Linked DNA regions of Mus musculus: regions 2, 3 and 4 are each linked to region 1. A link is a contact called in public promoter capture Hi-C data. All regions are on one chromosome and are shown on one strand. The core of a region is the stretch at or near the end of the contact, and the rest is flanking DNA. Distances in the headings are between cores, read along the strand shown. Region 1 holds the start of Rfx5 (regulatory factor X, 5 (influences HLA class II expression)). Region 2 holds the start of Tuft1 (tuftelin 1). Region 3 holds the start of Mrpl9 (mitochondrial ribosomal protein L9). Region 4 holds the start of Snx27 (sorting nexin family member 27).

The links. Promoter capture Hi-C pulls out the DNA fragments that hold promoters and counts their contacts.
Region 2: a contact with region 1 is called in a promoter capture Hi-C map of pre-B cells, with 3 times the contacts expected there. The contact joins the promoter of Tuft1 here to the promoter of Rfx5 in region 1. A contact is called at or near these places in 9 of 39 promoter capture datasets (the HPC-7 cell line, embryonic stem cells, fetal liver and 5 more), 1 of 115 datasets of contacts at active chromatin or transcription factors (stem cell-derived neural progenitor cells) and 1 of 9 other capture datasets (liver).
Region 3: a contact with region 1 is called in a promoter capture Hi-C map of pre-B cells, with 3 times the contacts expected there. The contact joins the promoter of Mrpl9 here to the promoter of Rfx5 in region 1. A contact is called at or near these places in 10 of 39 promoter capture datasets (the 3T3-L1 cell line, 3T3-L1-derived adipocytes, the HPC-7 cell line and 7 more), 1 of 484 Hi-C or Micro-C datasets (pre-B cells), 8 of 115 datasets of contacts at active chromatin or transcription factors (T-cell acute lymphoblastic leukemia, cardiomyocytes, effector CD8 T cells and 5 more) and 2 of 9 other capture datasets (liver and pancreatic islet).
Region 4: a promoter capture Hi-C map of the HPC-7 cell line shows a contact between it and region 1. The contact joins the promoter of Snx27 here to the promoter of Rfx5 in region 1. A contact is called at or near these places in 17 of 39 promoter capture datasets (3T3-L1-derived adipocytes, the C10 cell line, the HPC-7 cell line and 9 more) and 1 of 484 Hi-C or Micro-C datasets (Th1 cells).

What each region holds. Positions count from the first base shown.
Region 1 is chr3:94,952,671-94,956,495 of GRCm38.p6, reverse strand. It overlaps Rfx5 (regulatory factor X, 5 (influences HLA class II expression)), which reads right to left and starts at 2,388. Exons shown (of 10, transcript NM_017395.3): 1 at 2,245-2,388; 2 at 1,350-1,481; 3 at 1,111-1,144; 4 at 668-750; 5 at 105-224; 6 at 1-9. The coding sequence starts at 1,462.
Region 2 is chr3:94,657,481-94,661,306 of GRCm38.p6, reverse strand. It overlaps Tuft1 (tuftelin 1), which reads left to right and starts at 2,435. Exons shown (of 13, transcript NM_011656.3): 1 at 2,435-2,582. The coding sequence starts at 2,523. It also overlaps the pseudogene BC021767.
Region 3 is chr3:94,441,688-94,444,997 of GRCm38.p6, reverse strand. Mrpl9 (mitochondrial ribosomal protein L9) reads right to left here and starts at 1,662. Exons shown (of 7, transcript NM_030116.2): 1 at 1,504-1,662; 2 at 1,183-1,339; 3 at 287-411; 4 at 47-97. The coding sequence starts at 1,647.
Region 4 is chr3:94,581,298-94,584,593 of GRCm38.p6, reverse strand. Snx27 (sorting nexin family member 27) reads left to right here and starts at 1,878. Exons shown (of 12, transcript NM_001082484.2): 1 at 1,878-2,349. The coding sequence starts at 2,045.

The sequences.
Region 1 (3,825 bases), core at 1,139-3,638:
CAGTACTTTCTGAGTGAGCAGAAGGGAGAGTGACAAGGTATTCAGAGAGGGCAACTGGTGGATTCAAGGGGCACACTCCAGCAAGGTGTGCCTTCTGTACGCACCGATAGGCATCATAGACGCTCTGCTTTGGCAGGCAGGTATCCATGTGCTCTTCCAGGTGGTTGCGGATCCACCTATAGGCATACATATACTCCTCATTGCTGAGCAGACTTGGCTCTGAGCTGTAAGACAAGCCAAAGGGGCAAGCATGGCTTTGATGGTGCCAGATCGAATCAGTTTGTCCCAGATCCACCTTTCCCTGATAAATCGAGCCAAAGGCCTCACTTCTTGATAAAGGTTCTGAGCTATGCATCTCCTACTTCTTCTTTATAACTTTTTTAAAAAGATTCTCATTTGTTATGAGTGTTGTGCCTGCATATGTGCATGTGCACGACACGGAGGTCAGAGAGTGGTGTCGGATTTCCAGAAACTGAGAGTTATGGATGGTTGTGAGCCACCATGTGGGTACTGGGAACACAACCCGGGTCCTCTGCCAAGGGCAGCCAGTGTGCTTAACCCCTGAGCCATCCCTCCAGCCTCCTCGTCCTCATCTCCTACTTTTTGACTCAATACAGTGAGACTCAAAATCAGAACCTGTGACATATAAACACTACCACCAAAGTACCTCTTCTCGCCAACGCTGGGCCCCGATGGGAGCTGAAGGTAGAGGTACAGCTTGTCGTTGTCCGAGAATTTCTGTACTTCTTGCTGAGGCAGAAGGGAACAGAGGTGGAGAAATGAAGCCACGGGTCCAGTGAATGATCTTCTGAGCTCGACCATACCAGCTGACTCGATGTCAGGTTGTCAGAATGAAAGGGGACCTAAGAAATGACTTGAGGTTGGGTGCTCACTGTGCTGGCAACCTTATGGGCTTGTCATGGAGAGAACGGGAGAAAGGGCAAGGGGCTGGGTCTGATTTCATCTCCTACATAGGTCACAGAAGGATAAAGTATGATCCTCACACGTGGACAGCACCGCCTCTCCCCCATGAACCTTTATTCTCTCACATCAACATCACCCTTACCCTTCAGCGATGGCACCTGTATTGTCCCTTCCCAGCATGCTTACCAGAATTCCCTCTACTTTGTTCTGCACGGCCTTGCTGTGGAGAAGAAGAGAAAGCTGGAGGTCACAAGGTTTCCCCATCCCTTTGTCTGACTGCTAGAGACAGAAAAAGGACCAAACAGCTACGGACCACAGACCTCAGCCTGCCTGCTCTGAAACACTTGCCTGAGGAAGGAGTGCAGGGCAACAAGGATCTACAGCTGGGTCTGGAACAGGGTTTGGAGACAGAGACAATTACTTACGAAATGGTACCTCGGAGCCTTTGGAGGAGGGTGGTAGGTTCTCCAGCGTCAGCACCACCTTGGGGCCTTGCCCCAGTCTTGGGGCTCTTAGCATCAGGTTTATCTTCTGCCATCCCAGCATGAGGGCTACAGCTGAGAGAGGAGATCGCTGAGGATTTAACTACTACCAAGCTTCCTTTCTCCTAGAGACCCCAAGGCAGTCCTCCTGTCTCTACCCAGAAATACAAACAGAAGCAAAGCTTCCTCCAGTGGTTTTCCACACCACTTGCCTTCTCTAAAATTAGAATTATTCTGTTACTTTATCAGGCCCTTGTATACCCAAAGAGATCTCTGACATCTCCATTCTATATGTCCCACCTTTTGAAGTCTCCCAAATCTGGAAAACTGTTATGGGAAGGGATAGGGGTGGAGAAGTCCACGTTAAAAGAAATCTTACAATTTCTCCCAGTGCTGCAACACCTCCAGCCCCCCCCCCCCCAAGCCCCTCCAGCCGCCCCCCCTCAACACCTATAACGACAAGTCAAAGTTCTCCGATCCTCTAATAGACTCCTCGCCATTGATTTTGCCTGGAAGGTCGGAAGGGATACAAACATACTCGGCCTTTCCAGGTTTGAAAAAAACTGGGCCCAAGTTCTCATTACTGAGTCTCGCCACGGCTTCCCCCGCTGCCCCCCTCGCCGCGGCGCGGACCCTACGTCATCCCACGACATCCCACTCCGAAGCGTCCCCACTCCCCTCGGGCCCCTCCACCCCAACCCCAGGTGCTGGGCTAGGTCTCCGAACTCAGGGGGCTGGGCGCAGGAAACCCTGCGGGGAACAGGGTCCCAGATTCGGGCACGTGCGCAGGGGCAAGGAGCTGGTCCTGCTAGCTCCGGAGTGCTGTTGCCCCTCCTACCTCGGAACCGTCGCCTTCCAGCACGGACATTAGATAGGTGAGAGAGAAAGAGAAACTACCCTGTGGCTACCTCAGCTCCTGCCCAGCCCCACGGTGCCCAGCCGGCGGGCTCGTGCGTTGCTTTTATTTTTCCTTTTTCTGAATGGTTATGCCAGCCGCGATCTGCCTGGATACACGCACGGCCTGCTCTGTGATTGGCCGTTGCTGCCTCCAAGACGAAGGCAGTGAAAGTCTGCCTGGTAACAGAATATGATTGGTCGAGAGGGGAGGGAAAATCCAAAGTTAGTCTTATTTGAGTCAAGAGGGGGAAGTCCAGGTTGGTTTCGGTTAAAACTGGGGTCGGTTAGGTCTGCGGGCCCGGAAAGGGTTCTGTTCTTAAAGGGACCGCAGGATGAAAGCCCGGGCGCTTGGCTGCTTCTGGAGCATCTGGTCTTTTGCTTTCTGATCCTGTGCGTTGTAAAATCAGCGAGAAGAGGATAAGGGATCGACCGCGGGCTTTACTTGGGAAGATTTACGTAGATGCCGTCTAGGATCCAAGAACCACAGACAGGAGTTACAGGGTAGGAAAGTGATTGGCTAGTTGTAGCTGGGGAATAAGATGAGTTAAAAATGTAAGAAGGTTTGATTAAAAAAAAGCCAAACAACTCTATTACTGGGGCGTCGATAAGGACGTGGAAAGCACGAATCTATAAAAGCAAGTTACTTTGGTTGTGAGAACCAAATTTCTTAGGTTTCAGGAACTCTGTTTAAACAAAATTGGGGAGCTTTACAAAATGGAATGGCCACAGATAGCTACCATGTTTGATTGTTGCCTTTGGTTGTCAGAGCTGTCCGAAATAATCAGTAGGTGATATTTTTAAATTTTTGCTAGAAAATGATGTCTACTGATGGAAATTCGTTATAAAGTCCTGTAACTTTAATAAAATAAAATAACACAAGTTGAACCATTCGTCCTTCCCTCTTTGCTTACCCATCCCTGTGGCCAACAGCCTCTAGGATTGCAGGCTTCCCCTCATTCCACAAAGAATCTGCAAATCCTTAGCAGCTGTACCACATTAAGAGAAAATGTTTTTTTCTCTGTTGTTAGCCGTGGTATCGCCATTTTATAAAGTGCCTCCGTTCTAGTTAAGCCAAAGCTAATGCCAACTCATTTTCCAGATTTCTCCTCACCCTACCCCTCCTACCTGGGTAAACCACAGGAGATGTTTATTGGTTGCCTGACCCTGTCTGTCTCGCTACCCATAGCAACTGCTGACACAAAAGGAAATGGTATGGTCCTTCCACTTTAGACACTTGGCCCCACCCCCTCTGCAGGTATGCTCTAGAATAAAGCCTGTCTGTTGAGCCTCTAGTCCTCCTCTGTATTTTCTCCTTGCCCACCTTTGCCTATTCATGTTTCCGTTTCCTGGGTGTACTTCATCTCCTTCCTAGGGGGCACACTCCTGGAGTTCCCTGCTTGGTGGTGAACACTGGAATTTTGGTCAAGTAGAGGAAAAAAGAATTTAGTACTGTGATAACTTTTCCCTTCAGGTGCTTAACCCTCTTTGTTAAGATTTGTTGAAATCGTGATGAAAAATGCAC
Region 2 (3,826 bases), core at 1,186-3,685, 300 kb after region 1:
GTCTTTCTTTTCCATCCCTGCCTTGCTGCTTTACTCTCAGTGCCTTACCAGTGTGAGATGGATGAGGATGCTATTCTTGCCTTTTATAAACCTGCACATTCATACCTCTCCAAAGACCAGCCTTTCCTCATTGGGGGCCCTCAGCCTGTCCTCCTACCCCAGTGACTGAGCAGCTACAGGCTGCTCTGCCAAGCAGCCCCTGGGAGAAGGGCTTTGAAAGGCCTGGTAAGGTGGTGGGGACTGGTTCTGCCCAGGGTTTCCATCTTCCTTGCCCTCTGTGACTGAGGATGCTACCATAAGGTGGTTGTACCTGGGAACCATGGCAACTGTTGATACAGGTTCTAAAGTTCAAACATCTAGTCCCTGTGGCCTCCTTATGGCTTCTCGGATGTGCCCAGCTTCTGTGGGAACCAACAGATCCTTGCTTTTCTCAAGAAGTGGGCCCTGTTTCAGAGCCTCGCCTGGGGTTGGAAGCTGACTCTCAGTAGAGATGGGAAGGGGTCATGGAGAATATATTCCTCCTTTGAGTTTTGGGGCATGCCAAGCTCTTGTGGGTGAAGGTAATGGGGATGGTTTGCCTCTTATCTCCAAAGTAAGTTCTGGTCTCATCAATGACTTCTATATCATGATTTAAAAGAAGATATTCTGCAGATCAGATATTTTCTCCCAATCCAGCCTTGGTTTAATTTTAAATTAAATATTAAAAATGGCATATCTATATGAAATTCTTGTCTTCATTTTTCTGGTTAATTTGAAGGCCTACTCCAAAAGTTTTTTTTTCTTTTCTCTCTTTTTTTTAACGTGTGTGTGTGTGTGTGTGTGTGTGTGTGTGTGTGTGTACACATGTGAATACTACATTTGTAGAGGTCAGAAAACAACTTTTGAGATAGAACATCTTTTCTCATTTTCCACAGTGTGAATCCTGGGATTGAACACAAGTGGTCAGGAGGCTTGGCCACAGGCACCTTTCCCTGCCAAGTAGATCCTATTCCAAGAGTCCTTGAAACTGTACATTAAAATGAGGCTTTAGCTCATTTTTTAGAGGTCTCTTGTGGCTGATCAGGCATCTAGGAAACAGACTACTTGTAGTAGAACCATCCTGTCCTAAGAAGCTCTGGGAATAGCTTATACAGAGTGCTGTATGAGTTACTTGTCTGCTGCTGTAATAGAAAACAACAGTCAAGACAGGTTAAATAAAGAGGTGTGTATTTGAGCCTACAGTTCCAGAGGGGTAAGAGGTCATCGCCATCATGGTAGAAAGGTGATAGCTGAGATCTCAAACCACAAGCAGGAAGCAGAGAGCAAAGTAGGAATGGTGGGAGTCTTTGAACTCTCAAAGCCTGCCCCAGTGACTTGGTTGTCCAGCGAAACTACATTTCCGCAATCCCCCAATTAGTACCTCCAACTGGAAACCAGGTATTCAAATGACCGAGCCTGGTGGGGGGGGGGGGGGCTTTCCCAGTCAAAGAACCACAAATGCCTTTTTTGAGGATAGAGAAAGGACCAGAATTGAGTTTTTCTCCTATTCTGGTCACTGATGTCCCTAGTGATTATCTTCCAGGTATAGACAGAGCTTTGTATCCATTCATCACTGGCAAGTGACTCAGAGTCCAGTCTAGTCCCCGCCCACCTCGTTTCCCCACACCCACCCTAACACTTTAAGGACCTAGATGTTCACCAAAACGAATTGCTACCTCTAGTGGTACTGCCTATTCAATCGGATTAGACCTTACACACCGCGCCTGCTGTCCCTGTGACCATCACACAGTGAGATAGCCTTCTACCAGAGGTCAGCCCTCAAGATCCCAGCCTAAGCTTGGGAAGCAACTGCCTTTGGTGCCACTAAGACTCTTTCTCTAGGGTGCAAATTCCTTTTAAGGTCATGTGTCCCGCCTCTCCCTACCATATAAGTCTAGTTTCTGCAAAGCAAGCCCCACCCAGAGCTTAGCTGGCTTTGACTTCGACCTGGGCTACTTGCCAGGAAAAAGCACCTGCCAGACTGGCTTAGACTAGTCCGAGTGAGCTGGTCTTTGGTGCCTGCCTTTCTACCTGTGTGGTAGAACTCTGAGGAAAGATGTACTCAGCTCTAAAAAGCCTACAGGCTGGCTTACATTTCAGGAAAGACCACAGAAGCTTGTGCAAGCCCCAACTCAGACGACCAGACCGATTCTTTCCCGCACCGAACCTGGAAAACTGAAAGGAAAAAGACCAATGAGATACCACAAGATACCTTGTCGTACCCTTAGTAAAATTCCTAAGCGGTCACCCGACCTTCACTCCCAAGCCTCACCTTTACGTAAATCGTCCATAGCACGGGTAGGCGAGTCCTGAAGCCTCTTGGCACCGCCCACCTCTCGCTTCCGCTCTACCTCATTGATAAATACCGCCCTGGGCGTGGCCCATCTTCAGCCCCGCCCCCGACGCGCCTATACTAGGGGGCGGTTCCGCGCGCGCACCCGCCTGCCGGCCTAGTTTCCCCGGGACCTCGGAGTTGAGGAAGCTCATACGACCTCCGCGTGAAGATGAACGGGACGCGGAACTGGTGTACCTTGGTGGACGTGCACCCGGAGAGCCAGACCGCGGTAGGTCGTCACCTTCACCCCGCCTTCCCACTCAGGCACAGTGGCTTTCCAGCTCCGCCGCTCGCGTGCCTCAGGCTCAGGTAGCCCATTTCACCTGACGCCGGGCTCAGTGCGGTCAGCCCCGCGTCGCTCCGTGGGCTTTTTCCTTTGCCCTGTGGCGGACTGTGGAGTGGGAAGCACAGGACGAAACACTGGCAGCTCCAGGGCTGGGGAGGTCCTGTCCTTGGCGCGGACACTGTAGCCCCGGCTCGGGCATGGGGCGCGTTACTCAGGCGTCTCGTGGGCAGCTAGATTGGGTCGTGGAAGACGCTCGAGGGACCGGATCCCTGCGCTGTTTCGGACGTTGCGCCGGCCCAGGTGGGTTACGCCTTTTCGCGTTTCCCGATGGCCTCAGAACCCCTTCAAAGACTTCTGTGATGGCGATCCTTTTACTAGGAAAGGGGGCAGAGGGTCGAATCCTAGGAGAGAGGGGAGAGCATGAGTGGGCGGGATAGGTCTCAGACAACTACGGAATTGGTACCAGATTCTACCTTTCGCCCAGAGGATTTATGGAGCTCTCCGCTCGACGGTCACCTCTTTTGGATTTCTCCTTTTTTTTTTTTTTTAAATCTTGCTTTTCTGGTCCCCAACCCCCTTTCAGCCAGCCAGTAGCTTCCTTGGTTTTGCTTTCATGTCCAGATGCCAAGTCCCTGTAGGGGAATAAGGGGATGCTGCGGAACTCCAGTGGAGAACTGAACCCACCTGGAGTGGGTTAGGGAGAGAGAGGGGGCATTCTCCAGTGCAATCCAGTCTGCCCTGCTCCCTTTATGCCCTCCTCACTCCCTCACTCCCTTTATGCCACCCTCAACTGACCACATATTTTTTTTTCTCTCCAGAGGGAAAGGCCTGTAATTTGATGCTGCATGTTTCTAGTCGTTGCTGGGGGATCCAAATACTCCATAGATCTGTGCTAATTAATTTATTTCCAAGTTGTTGTGGAGAATGAAATGAGAGCCAAAGTGATGGGGAGTTTGCGCCCCCACCCCCCCCATCTGATTCCTATGCGCCTGCCTGTCTCAGCATGTCCTTGAGGCAAAGCTAACCCAGCTACAGCTGGATTATGGCTCTTCAAAGAATTGTTGTAGAATGGGTGCTCATTTGAAGTTCAGAGTACAGCTGATCATTGAAGTCTGTTCACTGTCTCCTTCGACATTTTTGCCTAGAAATATGGAGGTTTCTTTCACATTACAAGTTTTGACATTGCC
Region 3 (3,310 bases), core at 413-2,912, 510 kb after region 1:
GAGGGCGATGACCTCCATGAGGAATCAATAAAAACTTCCTACTCACCGCCTCTCCTGCCTTTGTCTGGATCTTCTCCAGTTTTCCTTCGCGTCTCAGCTGAAAGAGATGAAACTGAGTAGAAGCAATGCGCCACACTGAGTAATTACAGCCCAGCTGTGCTGGGAACTGGTGGGCTTCTGGGTTCTAGCTGTTACTTCATCTTTGAATTAAACAACAAAAGGAAGGACTTCCTAGCAGGTACCTTAAAGTTTTATTTTTCCAAACCCCTTGGTCCTTTGAGCTCACCGATTTCTCCTCTTCAAACAGCTTCCTATTTTCAGGAGAAGCATACACTGCCAGTCCCTGAGAAAGGAGCTTGTTACGACCCACAGATTTCTTCACTGAGACCAGATCACCCCGGACTCCAATTTCTGTCAATGAGAACGGGAATGGCAGATGAAATCTCTGCAGGCTATGGAAAAGATGATCATGGGATCAGCCACAGGTAAAGGCTGTGCCTTAGTGTACTCAGGCCTTGGGGTACATCTCCAGCATCACCAAAAGGGAGGGGCATAGAAAAGAGACAGCCCTTACTTTCTCACAGTTTTTATTCTTCCTTACAAACACCACCACCACCACCACCGTCAATTTACTAGGGCAGGTTATAAGGTCCAGTCGTTAAAGTGCCAGCTGCATAGAGGATCTGAGTTTGGATATTGTCCATAACCTTAGCACTGAGGGGAGGTAATACCTACATCCCTGGGGGCTCAACTCATGCCCTGTATCAAATAAGGTGGACCTTTGGCGCCCCCCTTCTTTCTCTTTCTCTCTCTCTCTCTCTCTCTCTCTCTCTCTCTCTCTCTCACACACACACACACACACACACACACACACACACACACACACCATGCATTTATTAGGAACTACACTTGTCACACGTCTAGCTTAAAAACTGGTGCAGACTGAGCTGTTCAATCAAAGAATGTCACTGTTTGTGCTGCGAACTGTTAGGCTTCTCTTTACACAGTTAACAATATTGCACACACGTTTTAATTTTCCGTGACTTTTTTTTTCTCACCAGAACCACAAAGTAGTAAAAACAAAGCAACAAAAGAGAGGCAGGAAGCGGTTAACGTCAAACAAGAGCAGGGGACAGAGGACAGGGACAGGGGAAGGGGTCAGTACCTGGGCCCAAGCCTTACCGTCCACAGACTGCGTGAGGATGAGCTCCAAGTTGTCTTTGGGCCGGTGTTTCGTGTCCTCCACCAACTTATACACGCGGTGACGCCGGTGCAGGTGCGGCTTTCGGCCCTCCCCGGCGAGCGGCACCTTCCACCAGCGCTCCACGATGACCGTGCTCTGGTGGTCAGGGAGGCTGGGGTGAGCGAGTGTCCGCAGAGAACAACCCGCCACCCCGCCGGCGTCCCCAGGAAAGTCTGCCCCCCAGCCCCGCAGTCTGAGTCTGGCACGAACGACACTCCTGTCCCCCACCGTGTAGGACCCAAGCCCCAGCCGGCCCTCACCTGATAATGAGAGAGACTGAAGTCACGCCCCGGGGTACTCCCTTCAATTCGCGGCCGGAATAGCTCCCGGATGCCTCCTTGACGCAGCCAAGCAGCACCTGCCCACCACAGAGTCCTAACCCCGGGAGCCACAGAGGCCGCCATGACAGCGGAGCGGACAGGCGGAAGAAGGACCCCGCGCATGCGCAGCTGCGCCTCTGGGCTGCCCGCGGCGCGCCTGAGTGGTATAGATATAGGCTGCGCTGAGACCTGGGCATGGGGAGTGGGAGAGTTGCCGCAACCCCGCCTTGCACGCCGACGATAGGACAGCGGAGAGAACTGCTTTTTTTTTTTTTTGTCACCACTTTCCACAGAGCTTTGCGTGGACCGACAGTGGAAAACGTACTTTTTTTTTTTTTTTTTTTTTTTTTTGGCTTCACTTTTAAAAAAAGAGGCGGAGGGGGCTTGGCGCACCCTGTAATCTTCCTGCAGGACAAGTTCAAGCTAATCTGGTTTACATCTCAAGCTCTAGGCCAGCCAGGGCTACATAGCGAGACCAATAATAATAATTAACTGGTGAGGAGGAGGATTTTTATCCATAAAAACCAATGATAACAATATAAGTGGTTTGGTTTAGTTCTAGGTACTGGGATCACTTCTAATTTTGACATGCTATAATTTCTGAACACTAAAATATGGATGTCACTCTCAATTTTCCCTTGAATCTTTCTAAAAGTAGTCGAAGGATGGGATCCTCTAAAAACTCTGCAACTTTCCATGATATTGTTACTATTGTATTTAAGCTAATATTTAAAGAGTTGCAGGAGACAAACTGTAGAGAAAAAGAAACTACTGTTAGGCACAAGCAGGTCCTTCTGTGGAGTCTTTGTGCTTAATAGATGGTTATAAAATGAGGGTCTATAAAGGAGTGTGGAAAGATGTGCTACACTCCATTTTATGTGCACTTACATAGACTGACCTACACGCATTTCCTTGGTATTCAGGACAAGTCTTCAACAGTCTTTTAATTGTTTGCACCCAGCACTCAGTATGTGGAATTTCATTCTTTTTAGTATCCAGTGTCTTGATGCTCTCAGTTCACCTTATGGCTAACCGCTATTTATATGCCAGTGATGTCCAAATTCTTATCCTAGGCTCCCACAAACTTCACATTGGAATACCCAACTTCTTATTCATCATCATCTTATATGTCTAACAGACATTTAAAACGTAATGTATGCCCCATTCTTTATAAACTGCCCTACCTGCAGGTGTTCCTGTTACAGCTGATGAGAATTCCATTTTGTTGTTTTGTTTTCCTCCATTCTTTGAAACATCTTATTATTTTAAAATTTTTACACGTTTGTATATTTGAGATTATATAATTTTACCCTTTTTCTCCTTCTAACCCCTCTCCTCCTCTCTCAGATTCATGGACTCTTTCCCCTTGTTATTTATATTTGTGTTTATACATTCTTAAATATATAAATATAATCTGCTCAGTCTGTACATTCTTACTTGTACGTATGTATGTTTTCAGGGCTGATCATTTCGTATTGGGTAACCAACTGGTGTGCTCTTCCCTGGGGAAGATTATTTCTCCTGTTCTCAGCATTCTTTTCTTGCCTGTAGCTCTTTGTCTAGGGTTGAGGCCTTGTGAGCTTTTTCCTTTCTCATTAGTATATTAGTATATTAGTGTCCTCCTTGTTCAGGTCTTGTTTAGGTAGCAATGTTGGTAAGAATTCACAGATGTAGCGCCCCTGACATTTTTAGGAGACACAATCTCATAGCAAACTTCCTGTTCCTCTACTTCATAGAATTGTTCTGC
Region 4 (3,296 bases), core at 629-3,128, 370 kb after region 1:
CTAGTTCTATCTGGGCATGTTGATGCACGCCTTTAATCCCAGCACTCAGGAGGCAGAGGCAGGCAGATTTCTGAGTTCAAGGTCAGCCTGGTCTATAGAGTGAGTTCCAGGACATCCAGGGCTACACAGAGAAACCCTGACTCGAAAAACCAAAAAAACCAAAAACCAAAAAACTAGTTATTTTAGCAGCAAGTTCTTTCCATCCAGTACTCAATTCAAAATAAATTATTCAAGTCCAAACCAGATTCCATCATTATGTTGAAGCAAAACTTATTCTATCTTTATTATTTCAGTATTTCAGAACTAACCAAGAGTCTTCATCAGCTTTGTTGTAAAACAAGGTTACTTTTATTCCTTTTGTTTATAATGCAAACCTTTCTTTTTAACCTTCATATGTATGCTCTAACTGTAGTGACTTTGTGTCTCCATTCAGTATGTTTCAAAATCTCTTAATCCCCCTATTGCTTCTTCTGTCCCTTGTAATCTTAAAAACTCTCCATGGCCAGTAAACTCTTTCAGGGGCTTGTTTGTTTTTATAAATTATCTGCTTCTTTTAGGTTCATAATTTTTTACTTGTGTAACCTCATCTACCAAGCAGGGACTGGGCTAGTGCTGTAAAGCGTTAATAAGTTCTAGATGTAAAGACTTGGTACATAGTCATGTTGAGAAAGGTAGTTCTTGGTGCTTCTCCTCTTCTTCTGCTGGATGCCAAGAAGGAAGACTCCTGGCTCGTTATCTCCAGGTTATTTCTCCGGTTGGGGGGTTGTGTTAATATGTCACTTTGGGAGATGAAGTAATGTCCCCCTCAGGACAAAGAGCAAGTCTACTGTATTCCTTTGTACAGAATGGCAACCTTTCCAAGTTGTGTGTCTTAGGCTCTGATACCTTAGGGGAACATCACTCATCAGAGCTCTTTATCTACATGGTGCTTGGTGGGGAAGAACTGAGAATACCTGAGGAGGCTGATACTGTTTCCTTTGTCTTTGCTTTGTGGAATCTTGTGTATTCTACAACATCTACTAAACAGGAATGGATTAACTAGTGACCTTATCAGTAGGGGGAAATCAAATACCAAAGTGGAGCAGTGATGGCGTAGATTGCTATGTGCATTATTTCTGTCATTACTTGCTGTCACCAGGCACCCAGCTCTATCAAGTTTATATCCTGCCAGATCGCCAAAAACACCAACTGCATGCTTTCTAAGAATTCTCTTGTGCTATTGGAAGAAATGAAATAAACAAGATAAAAGCAACTTCAAAACTCTTGCTAAATTAAAATTATTGACCACTTTAATATCCAGTTCTAAATCATGGAAGCTGTTGTTTTCCTCCACACATGCTTTTTTGTATGTCTGTATATAGCCGTGAAGTTGCAATAACATGGAAAAGAAAGTTGCGCAAAAACAGCTGAGCTTTAAATGCTGTTACATAATTGCTGCTTGACTTTGGTAACACTAAAGTTCCGTATCCTAATACTTGAAATAAGGAACCGAATTCACGATCTGGTTGTATCACTTGATTGCTGGGGCTTTGTCCAACATGAATATACAAATGAATAACCGATTCAAGATTGCAATGAATCACCAACTAGTGGTCGGGCATAATCCCAGCAATCAGGAGGCAGAGGCAGGTGGATCTCTGAGTTTGAGGTCGGCCTGCTTTACAGAGCCAGTTCAGGACAGCAAGGGCTACAAAGGGAAACCCTGTCTCGAAAAAACAAAACAAAAAAAGATTCTCATCATCCAACCAAGGAAACTTAACCAGAGCCCAAAGCCCAATAAACCACAACTCCCAGAAGGCTTTGAGCCCGGATGCGTCATGCACCATTTGCAGAACTACATCTCCCAGGAGGCCCTGCAGCGCCCAACCGTCTGCTTCTCCCGCCTTGCTCCCTTTTCCTCACCCCCTCGCAGCGCGGTGGCCCACTAGCTCCAGCGGTCGGCGGAGCGGGCGCGCGCCGGGGTCGCGCGGCTGCCGGAGGGGGCGGGCGCGCGCCGGAGGAGTGGAGGCGTAGGGGGGCGGGGGACCGCTCGCTTGCTCGCAAGATGGCGGACGAGGACGGGGAAGGTATTCACCCCTCAGCCCCGCACCGGAATGGAGGCGGCGGCGGGGGGTCTGGGCTCCACTGCGCCGGGAACGGTGGCGGGGGAGGCGGCGGCCCGCGGGTCGTGCGCATTGTCAAGTCCGAATCCGGCTACGGCTTCAACGTGCGGGGCCAAGTGAGCGAGGGCGGGCAACTGCGGAGCATCAACGGGGAGCTGTACGCGCCGCTGCAGCATGTGAGCGCCGTGCTGCCCGGGGGGGCGGCCGACCGGGCCGGGGTGCGCAAAGGGGACCGCATCCTGGAGGTGTGAGTATCGCTGCCGCCACGCCCCGTCCTCCTATCCTTCGCCTGTCCTGGCCCCGCACCCTGTCACCCAGGCCGCACCTCTCTTAGCTCGAGAGCCTGCCGCGACCCTCGCCCCCCGCGGGCCTTCGCGGCCCGGCTTGGAGCCTCCTGCTTTCCTGGCGTCTCCAGTTTGTGCTCTCCCTGCTGCTCCCATGCCTTTGGCTGCTCTCAACCCGTTTGCCTTCTTCTATAGCATGCCTCTTTCTGCCCCTTACTGAGGGAGTCTCCTTTCGACCTAGCCAGTACTGTGTCCTCCCCAACTTTTCATCTTTAGCATCATAGTTTCCTGGTCGCTGCCACTCCCCTCAGACCTTGTGGACTGTCCCTTCTGCCCTCTAGACCTGATAGGACCTGTGGTCAGCTCATTTTCCTCTGGAGGCATCATTTCTCCCCACCTTAACCCTCCACCCACTTTCCTTAGTTATTCCCCGTTATGATAAAAGCACACCGACATTTTTGCATCCACCGTTTGGCCTTTTCTCCCCTCTTCTTCTTTGTAGTCACACCATCTCGAGTATACCTTATCACATGCGTTTTTGGGGGAGGGGTTGCAACCTGATTTTCAGGCTAGCTTCTCCATGGCTACATTGCTTTTGAGTACAGCCTTTTCTGGCTCCCCGACTTCCCACGTGCACCACTCCTCACACCTTGGAGTTCGGTTTAATAGTGCTCCTAGCTCCTGCTTCCCTCAGACTGCAGTCGACTTAGGTCTTTGCCCGCTCCGTTTTCCTCCTGCTCTGTGCTATTGCAATCCTACACTTTAAATTTCTCGACGTAGCTTTCCCTTCTCTTTTTAAGGCCCCTTCTGCTGTTGCAACCCACCTTCTGCTGCAGTCTTCCTTCATCGAACTTGTTCAGGCTCACTTGTCACCACCACATCCCTTAAAGCTCCAGAGATGTTGTCTTGG